Linked DNA regions of Mus musculus: all the other regions are linked to region 1. A link is a contact called in public Hi-C data. All regions are on one chromosome and are shown on one strand. Each heading gives the region's core, a stretch centred on a gene start, on an enhancer-like site or on the middle of the called end of the contact. The rest is flanking DNA. Distances are from core to core; before and after follow the strand shown.

Region 1 (2,700 bases), core at 3-2,502:
AAAACTTGATGAAAATAAGAGACTTCACAAGGGCCTGAAACTCAAGTTCTCTTAAATGGAGCATCATCTGTCTGCTATAACAAAGCTCTTTCCCAAGTGTGACGCAGAGCTATGGCCCCTTGCAAATGATTTCAGCTTACTCTGACTTAGAATATTTAGTTCATTTTTACAAGTGGAAATAATAAGCCCAGAGGAAATATTATGAAAATGAATCTGTAAACACTGCAATTGAATGTAATCGTGAGCAAGTCATAGCTTAGACTAATGAGGAATAAATTATGCTGCAATGCAAAATGAGATTTCTTTCTCAGCATGAATGCTGGGAGACAAAGCCCATGTGAATCTTCACGTAAAGATCCAACCGAGTGAGATGCTGAAATACTGACCCATGTTTGGAAAGAATCACAAATCAGCTGCCTGAGCTTGAACATGGTAAAAACATTACAACATCTTTGCAGGAACCACATTGTTTTGCACAAAATCTTTCTCAAACTCTACACCTTTCTTCTTTTCCACTTATAGAGGACATGGGCTCGTGAACTTCCTTGGGGTGCATATCACCAGATTTGCTGATCTGCATGCCATATTTTACCCCAAAGATACTGCTGCTGGCAGTGTTGGATTTGGGAACCAGGATTGTATTGCCTTTTCATTCTTTTATCCTTTATTTCCATTTAGATTAAAAATTCAATTCAGTTGACTCCATCTGTTAGGCCAGTTATTGTCTGACTATGATCACATTTTGTCTATCTGCTGACCAGAGAATTGACTTTTAAACTCTATTCTGCAGGTTTTTCTTATTTGAGATGCATTTCTACTCTGCATATCTGAGTTGGATACACCTAGTTAATGTTCTGGGTTTTAAATGAAAATCTGCCATACAAATTCCGGTCTCCATCATCTTTATCCTTAATCCTGATCTCTTAGCCCTAGCCCATTGTGAGCTATAGAACTAACTTTTGTACATGTGTAGCTCCCTTCTGATCCATTATCATCTGAACCTGGCAATGGCAACCAGTCTCTTCAGTGAGTCTCACCATTGTATCTACATGCTCTTGAATAGAGCTATGACAAAAGGAGCAGTGTGGAGATGACAGAGAGCAACTGAAAGGGCAGATCACAAAGTCAAAGTGACTTCTCCCTTGTACTGTTCTGGATTACATAATCTTTCAGATGCTTACTGACCTGCTGTGAGGACTCTCAAGAAGCCTCGTGGAGAGAGTATTTGAAGCTCCCTGCCAACATCTAGCTCTCATTTCCTGCCAACAATTTGTCAAGCATGACCATGAGTCATACTGGAAGTGGGTCCCATAGTCCCAGTCAAAACCTCAAGTGATGGCAATCAGGGCCAAAATTGAGACTACAATGTCTTGTCATTCCACAATCTAAAGTACTTTTTCCTTTTAAAAAATTTAGCCTGTGCATAGGAAAAGACAATGCCCAATTTGGAACAGGGATGTTAGGACTTGGTCCAAGTATCAGTGCCTCTCTTTACTATGGGCAGCCACTATCTCCCACAGCTCACGACAACCTGGCCTCTGTCTTCTCATCCTTGAATAGATGAAGGAGGAGGTCGAGCACCCTGTAGCAGAGAAGCATAAGTATGCAGCCTTCAGTAGCCATGAAGGATATACAGAGCAATAGTGTATTGCAGCCCTTAAACTTTTGCCCTGGGAAAAGAGTCTCTTAAAAGTCCCCATCCTCAGCCGGGCATGGTGGCACATGCCTTTAATCCCAGCACTCGGGAGGCAGAGGCAGGCAGATTTCTGAGTTCGAGGCCAGACTGGTCTACAAAGTGAGTTCCAGAACAGCCAGGGCTATACAGAGAAACCCTGTCTCAAAAAACAAAAACAAACAAACAAACGTCCCCATCCCCTTCCTTTAGAACTTGACTTAGCCAAATCCCTGTCCCATAATCTCTTGCTATACAAAAAAAGAAGCTGATCATAATCTTCAAAGAGAGGGAAGTTTAGAAATTGAAACAATTTAACTTAGATATTGGGTTTTGTTTTTAATACCTAAAGGATTCTATAGGCACATTTTATGTGCCTAAGACTTTTCACATCCACTATCAAAGAGACTGATTTACAAACCCATTGGTGGTTAATCAATAACAATTGCAAGCAAAATGTCCTCTATAGGTAACCTTCCATAAAGTCTGGGCTTCTCTCAGCTGAAGCCTAGTTAATCAAGAGATTCAGAACTATAAACTCGATGTGACAGTGGCACAAGGTGATGTTCAGGCTACAGTGTGACCTCTACAACTTGCCAGGTCAGTCACAGACTTGTCCTTGTACCTCAGCTGTTAAATGTGTCCAAAGACTGATCAGTACTAGAATCCAGATGACATAAAAAAGGATAGCAATTGAAATGGGAAGAAAATCATCTCCTGGCTTGTAAACCCAACTTGATCCATGGGACAATGACAGACAATAAATGTGGAGCTACATGAAGTCATTTTTATAGGTACTTTATGAGTATAATAACCAGGAGAAGGGCAGCCCATGCCTGAAGTGCAGTCATGGTTTATGGAAACGATCACCCTACTTAGTTCTTTCTCTGTATCTTCTTGTTGCATGTATCACAGAAAAATGAGCTAGTGATTTCTAATTATGCATAAATATATAAATATATGCCTTTCTTTCTGAGAACTGAAATGAACTTGAAATTTTTTCCTTTTTTTATACTAATTAATGTGTT
Region 2 (2,700 bases), core at 26-2,525, 350 kb before region 1:
AGATTCAGCATTCTCAGGAAGAAACTCTTGAGTGGCTAAGGTATCTGTGGAAATTCTCTCATTGGATCTGGGAGAAGAGAAGGCACTGATTTAAGCTGACAGTGATCTCCTCTGAGCCCAGTTATAAGTCAAGTATTGCTGAAGATGAGTAAAAACCACTAAAGCAATTACCAAGCATAGATTTTCGATAACTCATAAAGCAACAATAACAATGATATAGCTACCTCAGAAGTACTTTCCAGTCATGGCAAGATACAGCCCCATGGACAACCTTGTGTCTCAAGTAGTAAACATCTTTACCGATTTATTGTTAAAATTGGAAAATGTGAGATATTTCAAACTTAAAGAAAGCAAAAGTTTGCATTCCAGACTGTTCTCTGTTTTAAACATGTGTTGATATTTGATATTTCATTTTACTTGTGTGAGATATATATATGATGTATACCCATGTGTGTGCATAGCCTCTGGACATATGGAGGCCAGGAGAGGGTGTGTTGAGTGTCCAGATCTACCCCTCTATCACTCCTTGAAGGTAGGGTCTCTTGATGAATCTGGAACAAGGCTGGTGGCCAGCAAGCTGAACAATCCTCCTGTCTCTGCTTCCCATACCCCTCAATACTGGGGATATGGGTACAGCTACATTGACCTGTTAAATGGGTGGTGGGGATTTGAACTCAGGTTCCCAAGCTTGCACAGCAAACACTCTGACCCAGTCTCCCTTCCATCCACATTTTATCTTTTAGTCAGCTCAGCTGTTTTAAAGAATGGCAAGAGGCTGGTTTGTTCAGGTTTAATTTTTCACTGTCCTGGAGACCAAAGTCATTGGTCACAAATTTGACATGGCAAATGCTGGTGGTGTGGGGCTTGTGGGAAGGGTTTCTTCTGCATGGCAGACAGCTATCATTACATGGAAGAAAGTATGGAGGGGGAGGCAGGGAAGCTCTCATTCACCAACATTCCACACTCATTATCTAATTACCTCCCAGGGGTCAGATACAATTGCAGCCATGTTGGGATATGTGAACATTCAGTCCATAACACTGCTGTTTTGGCTTATTGTTTCTTAATAGGCTTATTGAATTTTATTTATATAACATTAAATTCACTCAGCTTGAATATACAATTCAATTATATTTAGTAACCTTGCCAAATGCAGCCATCACTGTAAATCAATTTCAAGACATTTTTTTTATCCGTACGACAAGATCACATGTGTCTATATTAATCCATGTTTCCAACCACAGCTCCAAGCAACCAGCACTTTATTTTTGGTTCTGTATTTTGCTTATTCTTGAGTTTCTTTTACAGAATTACGTAATATGAGGCTTTTTGTATCTGGCTTATTTCACTTAATGTCATGAAAATGAACCTCATCTGGTGCTGTGGCATGCATCATTATTGCATTTTAAAGTTGTTTTCTTATTAATTTATTTCTTATGTGTGTATACACATGCATGTCTCGATGTGTATGGATGTGGAGTTTGGAAGACTGGTTGCAGGAAGGAGACAGCTTTTGTTCTTCCATCATGCGGGTTCTGGGGACTTGTCAGGTCTGGTGTCATCTGTTTTTACTCAATGAGCCATCTCAATTCCTTATTGCTAAATCCTATTCACTTTAGTGAATACATTACACTTCAGTGATCTATCCCACAATTAATAGACACATAGCTTACTTGAAACTTTTTCTATTTGAACAAGACTGCAGTGAATATTCACATGCTATTCAACATTTTCCTTGCCCTTGAATAGAGAACTAAGAGTAGATCAGTGGCTCCTCTCAGGTCCGTGTCTAACATTCTAGAAACTGCTGGAATGTTTTCCAAAGTGTTTGCACAACGTCCTTATCACTGGTGATGTGCTATTACCCATGTTTCTACGTCTTCAGAATTCAGCTTTAATCCTTTTCCTGTATTATACTTACTCTCTGTGGGAATGTATTTTGCTGTGGTTTTGTTCATATCCCTATATTAGCACCTGCAATGTATAAATTAGCCATTTCATAACTGATGACACTTCTATGCATAATTTTCCCATCCTTTGATTGTTTTGTGTTATAGGATATATGTCGTTTTTGAAAATTATGGGTATGAGTCCTTTCTTGAGTATGAATTTTGCAAATATTTTCTACCAGTCAATTGTTTTATATGCTTATTTACTTACAACAGTCATTTGAAATTAAAATATTTGTCAGGTAGGCATATTTATTTTTAGTCCCAGCACTTGGGAGACAGATGCAGGGAGATCTCTTTGAGTCCTAGACCAGTCTTGTCTGTATAGTGAGTTTCAGGATAGCCAAGGCGACATAGTGAGAACTTGTCTCAAAGCTATATATATATATATATATATATATATATATATATATATGTATATGTATATGTATATGTATATATGTATATATGCGTATGCGTATGCGTATGCGTATGCGTATGCGTATGCGTATGCGTATGCGTATGCGTATGCGTATGCGTATGCGTATATGTATATGTATATGTATATGTATATGTATACACACACACACACACATACATACATACACACACACACACACACACACACACACACGTGTGTCTATACCTCACAGTTTAGGGATAATGGGCATGCACTGTCACACCTGGGTTTTTACCTGGGTGCTAGGAATCTGAACTCAGGTACTCATGCTTAAGCAACAAGTATTTTAACCACTGAGCTATCTCTGTAGAA
Region 3 (2,700 bases), core at 122-2,621, 430 kb before region 1:
AGGTGAATGTACCTCTGTCCAAGGGACAGTCCGTGGTCTCCAGCACTCCAGCCCTTCCCCAACCCTGCAGTACATCTTCACAGCTGCCAGCCAGGCCCAAGGCCAACATTCCCTTGCTATTTCCTTAGCTGGCAGGCTTTCCTGTTTTTGCCTTGTCCTTTGTGCGGACAATGGGGCCCGTGAAAGCCCAACTAGGTCAGATGGCTTCTCTACTCACCATTGTCCCATGGCTCCCCCTTCCTGAGGAGCACAGAATCCTGAAGTTGTCTTGTTCCTAGGGATGCTCTTTGACCACAGCTATCCCTGATTATCCTGTAGCAAAACGGCAATGCTGCCCACCCACCTCTGACTCTATCTCCATCAGCCTTCATCTCTGCCTTTATTTTTCACCTGTCTCTCTATAGCATGACTGGCCCCTGACCAGAATGTGTGGACCAAGAAGGTTCTGCTTTGCTCACTACTCAGCTGCATAGCAGCACAGCACCTAGAATACTGTTTCACATGTATCTGTTAGGTACATGGAGAAGAGATGAAGGCACTAACGTAATGTATGAGACCTGGTCTGATATGTGATGTCCACTGTATTCCCTGACTCCTCAAGACTTCATCAATAGCTCACCTGTCTTTCTACCCCATAGCCTGAGCTTTATAAGTTGTGTGCTACTCTGAGTTTTAAGTCCTGCCATGGAATGATCACAGAGAAAGAGAGGCTGCCCTTTGGCTGCATCACTGGACACTGGAGCCACAGACCAGGTCTCTGCAGTCTTCCCCATGGGGACCACATAACCACCACCATTCCAGAGTGCCCGTTTCAATTTGAGAAGAACACAACAGCGGCAGGGTATATGTCGTGTACCTCTTTTCAGCCAAAGGATGGGAAGTCTGCCCAGAGTTTACTGGGACAAATAGTCCTCAGAATGGGGATTGGAAAAATGGAATAATATGCATCCATTGTCCTCACCACACACTGCACTTCAGAGTGCACAGGCTTTGCTGAAAGCTAGCTTACGGAGAAGACAAGATTGCTGTGTGCAGTGCAGGAGGTAATCTCTCTGTATCCCAGGGGATGACTCCATCTGTCCTTCCTCCCCCGCGGCAGGGCCAGCCTGCGGAGACAATGGGAGGGAGGATAAATGGCCACATTGTAACTTATTTGATTTTGGATGGGTGGAAGGAAAGGCTTGATGTAGGGTGTCAGTGTCTGACATGAGCATGTCAGGCGCTGTGTGATGAGATAGGCAGGCACTTTTGGTTCCAGGCAGAGAGAAGGACAGGCGGGCACCCCTCCAAGGGGGTCACAGTAGGGACCAAGTGCTGGAAGCAGGGAGTGTGGGAGGATGCTGAACGGGGTCATTTAGTCACAACATGAATATTAATGAATGGCTATGAAACACACATGGAGCCCAGCCATGGAGTTCAGCACCATTCAGCTCCTGACTCTTCTTTGCACTGTGATAATAAAAGCTCCATTCGGCTGAGGATGGGGAGAACACCAAGATGACTCGCATTTCCTCTTAATCATCTCCAGGGATAAAACATGAACTGCCCATGTTGTGTTCTTAGCTGCCAGAGGCACTCCAATGGGATGGGATAGCTTCCTTTCCAGTGGCATCATTTTTTTTTTTTGGTCTATGTCTCTTATGTCCAGTTATTCTCAATGCCTGAAGGACAATCTTTGCCCTTTTGCTCTGGTGTGCCTTACTCTTGCAGGTCCCTGGTACGTGAAGCTGCTTGGCATTAAAATTTTCCAGAGCTGGTGATATAGCCTTTACTCTCACTCTTTCTGTGCAAGGAATAATATTCACAACTCCGATCTCTTGATATAATGTGTTGTTGGTAAAATGGAAGGGAAAGAGAGAACAGGATGCCTTTTGTTTATTTCAAACACCCCCCACCCAGCCAAATCAACACAAAATGGAAGGAATAGTCTGTTCTGCTGATAAACATTATTGTAACTTCTCATGAGTATATAGGGACATCCTTGTGGATGGATAATCAGAAACTGAAGTTCCCATTTAAGGTTGGGTCTCATACATACCTGCCTTTCTTTCTTTGTCTTCAGTACATTGATACCTTCCTGATGCTCCAGTTCCCAGGCGGTTTAGCTTCTCTGACCTCCAGGTTCTCTCCACTTACAGCTCCATTTTCTTTATCTCTTCTTTTCAGAACCCCACCTTTATTGATAAAACTTTGCTGGATCAAATGGCTCCCCACCTAATAGAGCTTACCTTCCTAACAGGGGTGCTCCTTTCTCAGCTGCAGAGACTCTGTACCCAGAGGGAACCAAGTCTTAGACTCTGCGGGAGCTTAGCCCTAATTCTTACTTCGTGGCTTTTTTAGTGGAATCCAGGAGAGCACTTAGCTACTGAGATATCATCAGAGGCAGACAAATGAAACTAGAATTAGATATATTAGGGAGTGTGCCCATGATGACTTCTAAGCTCTCTACCCCATACCATACTTGTGTGAATGGCTTTGGGGTTCTGAGGTTGTCAGTTAACAGATTATCCTGCTTCTTGTGGCTCAGATTTATCTCTTTACAGTTTATTCTGCCCCTTCAATGTAGCACCTGTGATATTCAGACTTCTCTCCTTCTGCACTCCTTTCTCAGCAGCCTCCAGTGTGTGTCTTTATGACCAGTGATGGCGAGGCAGGTGGGGACCTGTGTAGAGTGCTGATAGCAGATACCTGTCCTAGTTT
Region 4 (2,700 bases), core at 47-2,546, 260 kb before region 1:
TGGAAAACTGGAAATAGAGCCAGGATTTCAACCAAAGACTTCCGAGTGTGCCTTTTTTGATTGAAGTCAGCTTGTCTAAACCCATCAGTGTGAATGACAGTTACAAAGCTGGCTAGTGTCTGTCATCCTTGTTTTGAATTTTTGCTGAGATTCTTGCTGTAACAGTAAGAGCATGTTCTTCTTCACACACATGAGGATGCTGAGGACACAGGATGTTATAAGCACCATAGTTTACAGACCTAGAAAGAGGCAGAGCCAGGAGACAATGCAGGAATCTGTCCTGTGCTCCATGGGGCTGCCTCTATGCTGAATATCTTATCCAATGGTCACTTCTGCAATGTCACTACTCTCTCCTGACCTAGGCCCAGATCTGCTTGTTGATTCCCTGACAGTGAATTTCTTCCACAGCTAGCCTTTGAGGTTGGGAAGAAGAGTGACAGACAGGAGTTTTCTCCTCTCTCTGTATGTTCACTTTGGCCAAGCTGACTCGTGATATTCATACAGGGTGGGGAACCAGAAAGAGCTGACTCCACCAGCAGCTGCACATGGTCCCAATCAGCACCAGGGGGCCCTGGGGGGTCTTCTTTCCTTTGCCAATCTACAAACAGATTGACATGAACTTGGCTGGCATGTCCTCTCCAAGTCCGGTGGGACAAGAGATGGGGCGTCATTCTCCCAACTTCTTTTCCAGATGGTTGAATCCAAGACAGAAAATGAAATGAGCCTGAAAATATGCTGCTTGGAAGAGCCCCAGGGTTCTGGAACATCATGATGGCTGGGCAAGAACGGTTCTCTCCCACGGAGTCAGGCTCGGTGGGACAGCCAGTGAGAAGAATAGATCATGCAATGAGAATGAAATTGCTTCTGGACGCAGGGCTTCAGCTCTGTGGTTTCAACTCCCATCAGCCAGCAGCACTGCGGCTTTACTCAAGCAGCACACTGTGCCATCCACTAAGCGAGTGCAAGAAGAGTCGGCAGAGGCAAAGTCTTCCTGATGAGTCCACAGCTGCATTTGGCAAGAGCACATTAGCTTGTGGAATCGGGCCGAAGAAGAGCCTCAAAATAATAAAAGGCAAGAATTTTGTTTTGTTCTTTTCTACAAAGTGAGTATATTCTACTTATATCACAGGTGAGAATGGTTTGAAGGTTAGCCATACTGAGGACCTACTGTGTGCTTACACAGGCCTATTCAGGATCTCTTCATTCTTTTAGAAAAGATGTTGTCATCAAGTGAATACACACTCAGTTACAGAAACATCGATGTTAGGTTACCCTGACCTAAAACAGCCAATCCTTGGCTGGGGTTTAAAGAATCAGAGGCAGAGTTCTGATGATGTGGCCTTGGATTCAGCTCTCTCCATAGTCAGACTCTTTCTTAAGATATTTCAATGTCTTTATTCAATCAGTATGAAGGGTGAGTGAGCTGAAAGCAGGCTTGATGCAAAGGACAGAGCCAACTTCAGACAGTATACTTTCTCCAGCACCAAAGATCTTCCTGCTGCTTCTGAATCGCTCTCCTGACCCCTGGGGCCAGTGCTGCCATGCTCAAAGAAAACGAAACACTCAATCTTCCTAAGATTTGCATGGGCTGGAATTTCCAGGAAACACTATTTCTTCCTAGGAGCAGCTCTAAAGCTGTGGGGAATATGAGAGGACATATTAAGACCTCAGCCCTCTTCTGCCTAGGGTTGGGATGATTCTGAGGTTGGATTTTAACTGTACTCCTCAGTTTATTCTTGGGACTAAGCTCTAGTGGCTCACTTTAGCAACTGTCTTAAAAACAACTCTTTCTGGTCCCTGATCCCGTCCTGGATCATGGTCCTTATTCCCTATCAATGTACCTTGTATTGACAATAGGCAGTTTGTTCTTCAATTCATTATGTAAAGCAACACTCACCAAACTGTCATGCATGGAACGGATCCAGTCTGCTGCTTGATTTAAATAAATAAGGTGTGGTTGCTTCAGTTACTTTTCTAGTGGCTAGAAAGAAGCAACTTAAGAAAGAAAGGATTTTGATCTCATGTTCAGATCCCACAGCACACCAGAGAGGGCATGGTGTAACCGAGGGACGACCATGCGTCATCTGCAGCAGCTGCAAAGTGAGAAAGCACCTCTTTCACATCTTGGCTGATTGGGAAGCAGAAAGCATGGGATCTGGATCTAAAGCAGGGCCTGGCCATAACCCTTTAAGGCTAACCCCTGGGGTTCCGTTTCTGCTGGCCAGACCCCACACTCAAAAAGGAGCAGCACCAGCTGGAAACAGGACCAGATGTCTAAACACGGGAGCCTGCAAGCAGGGATGATGTCATATGGTGACCATGGCCATGCATGGAGGGGATACTGATGAAATCACTACAATCACTAGTTTACAATGATGATGAATGGTTAAAAAGCCTTGAGAAGAGAGAATTTGTATAAAGGAAACTGACTTTGGAGGGAGAGCTGAAACCTCTAGTCATTGCTGAAGGAGGATCCTAAGAGTATACTCACTGCCTCACATACTTCCTGTTTATTTTTGATGAAGTAATAATAATTATTCCCCAAAGCTCTGTTAAGATGTTGCGGTCCTTGTACCTCCATGGGCTTTTCTTAATCTTTAAGCTCCAGGCTCCCACTCCTGTTATGTTCCTTCCCTTTCCCAGCCTTTATAGGACACAAAGCTCTGGCTCCTTTCATTTATCAGTCTGGGAGCTTCTGGA

Evidence for each region. A called contact is a pair of places that touch in the nucleus more often than the background predicts.
Region 2: a Hi-C map of bone marrow-derived macrophages shows a contact between it and region 1, with 4 times the contacts expected there. The contact joins two enhancer-like sites. A contact is called at or near these places in 1 of 15 datasets of contacts at CTCF or cohesin (large pre-B cells) and 3 of 484 Hi-C or Micro-C datasets (the C10 cell line, bone marrow-derived macrophages and large pre-B cells).
Region 3: a contact with region 1 is called in a Hi-C map of bone marrow-derived macrophages, with 18 read pairs. The contact joins two enhancer-like sites. A contact is called at or near these places in 3 of 15 datasets of contacts at CTCF or cohesin (the NIH/3T3 cell line, large pre-B cells and pro-B cells), 7 of 484 Hi-C or Micro-C datasets (the C10 cell line, the N1E-115 cell line, bone marrow-derived macrophages and 4 more) and 1 of 115 datasets of contacts at active chromatin or transcription factors (bone marrow-derived dendritic cells).
Region 4: a contact with region 1 is called in a Hi-C map of bone marrow-derived macrophages, with 2.2 times the contacts expected there. The contact joins two enhancer-like sites. A contact is called at or near these places in 1 of 484 Hi-C or Micro-C datasets (bone marrow-derived macrophages) and 3 of 115 datasets of contacts at active chromatin or transcription factors (bone marrow-derived dendritic cells, differentiating embryonic stem cells and fibro-adipogenic progenitors).

The regions. Positions count from the first base shown.
Region 1 is chr15:67,634,918-67,637,617 of GRCm38.p6, reverse strand. No RefSeq gene overlaps it. Among named protein-coding and RNA genes, the nearest start is that of 1700012I11Rik, 410 kb to the right of the region's middle. Within about 2 kb of position 1,252, at least 25 of the 459 cell types and tissues checked have an H3K27ac peak or open chromatin away from gene starts, as enhancers often do. A contact at or near this core is called in bone marrow-derived macrophages and fibro-adipogenic progenitors, where this site is marked.
Region 2 is chr15:67,988,381-67,991,080 of GRCm38.p6, reverse strand. No RefSeq gene overlaps it. Among named protein-coding and RNA genes, the nearest start is that of Zfat, 270 kb to the left of the region's middle. Within about 2 kb of position 1,275, at least 8 of the 459 cell types and tissues checked have an H3K27ac peak or open chromatin away from gene starts, as enhancers often do. A contact at or near this core is called in bone marrow-derived macrophages, where this site is marked.
Region 3 is chr15:68,070,017-68,072,716 of GRCm38.p6, reverse strand. No RefSeq gene overlaps it. Among named protein-coding and RNA genes, the nearest start is that of Zfat, 190 kb to the left of the region's middle. Within about 2 kb of position 1,371, at least 46 of the 459 cell types and tissues checked have an H3K27ac peak or open chromatin away from gene starts, as enhancers often do. A contact at or near this core is called in bone marrow-derived macrophages, where this site is marked.
Region 4 is chr15:67,899,382-67,902,081 of GRCm38.p6, reverse strand. No RefSeq gene overlaps it. Among named protein-coding and RNA genes, the nearest start is that of Zfat, 360 kb to the left of the region's middle. Within about 2 kb of position 1,296, at least 70 of the 459 cell types and tissues checked have an H3K27ac peak or open chromatin away from gene starts, as enhancers often do. A contact at or near this core is called in bone marrow-derived macrophages and fibro-adipogenic progenitors, where this site is marked.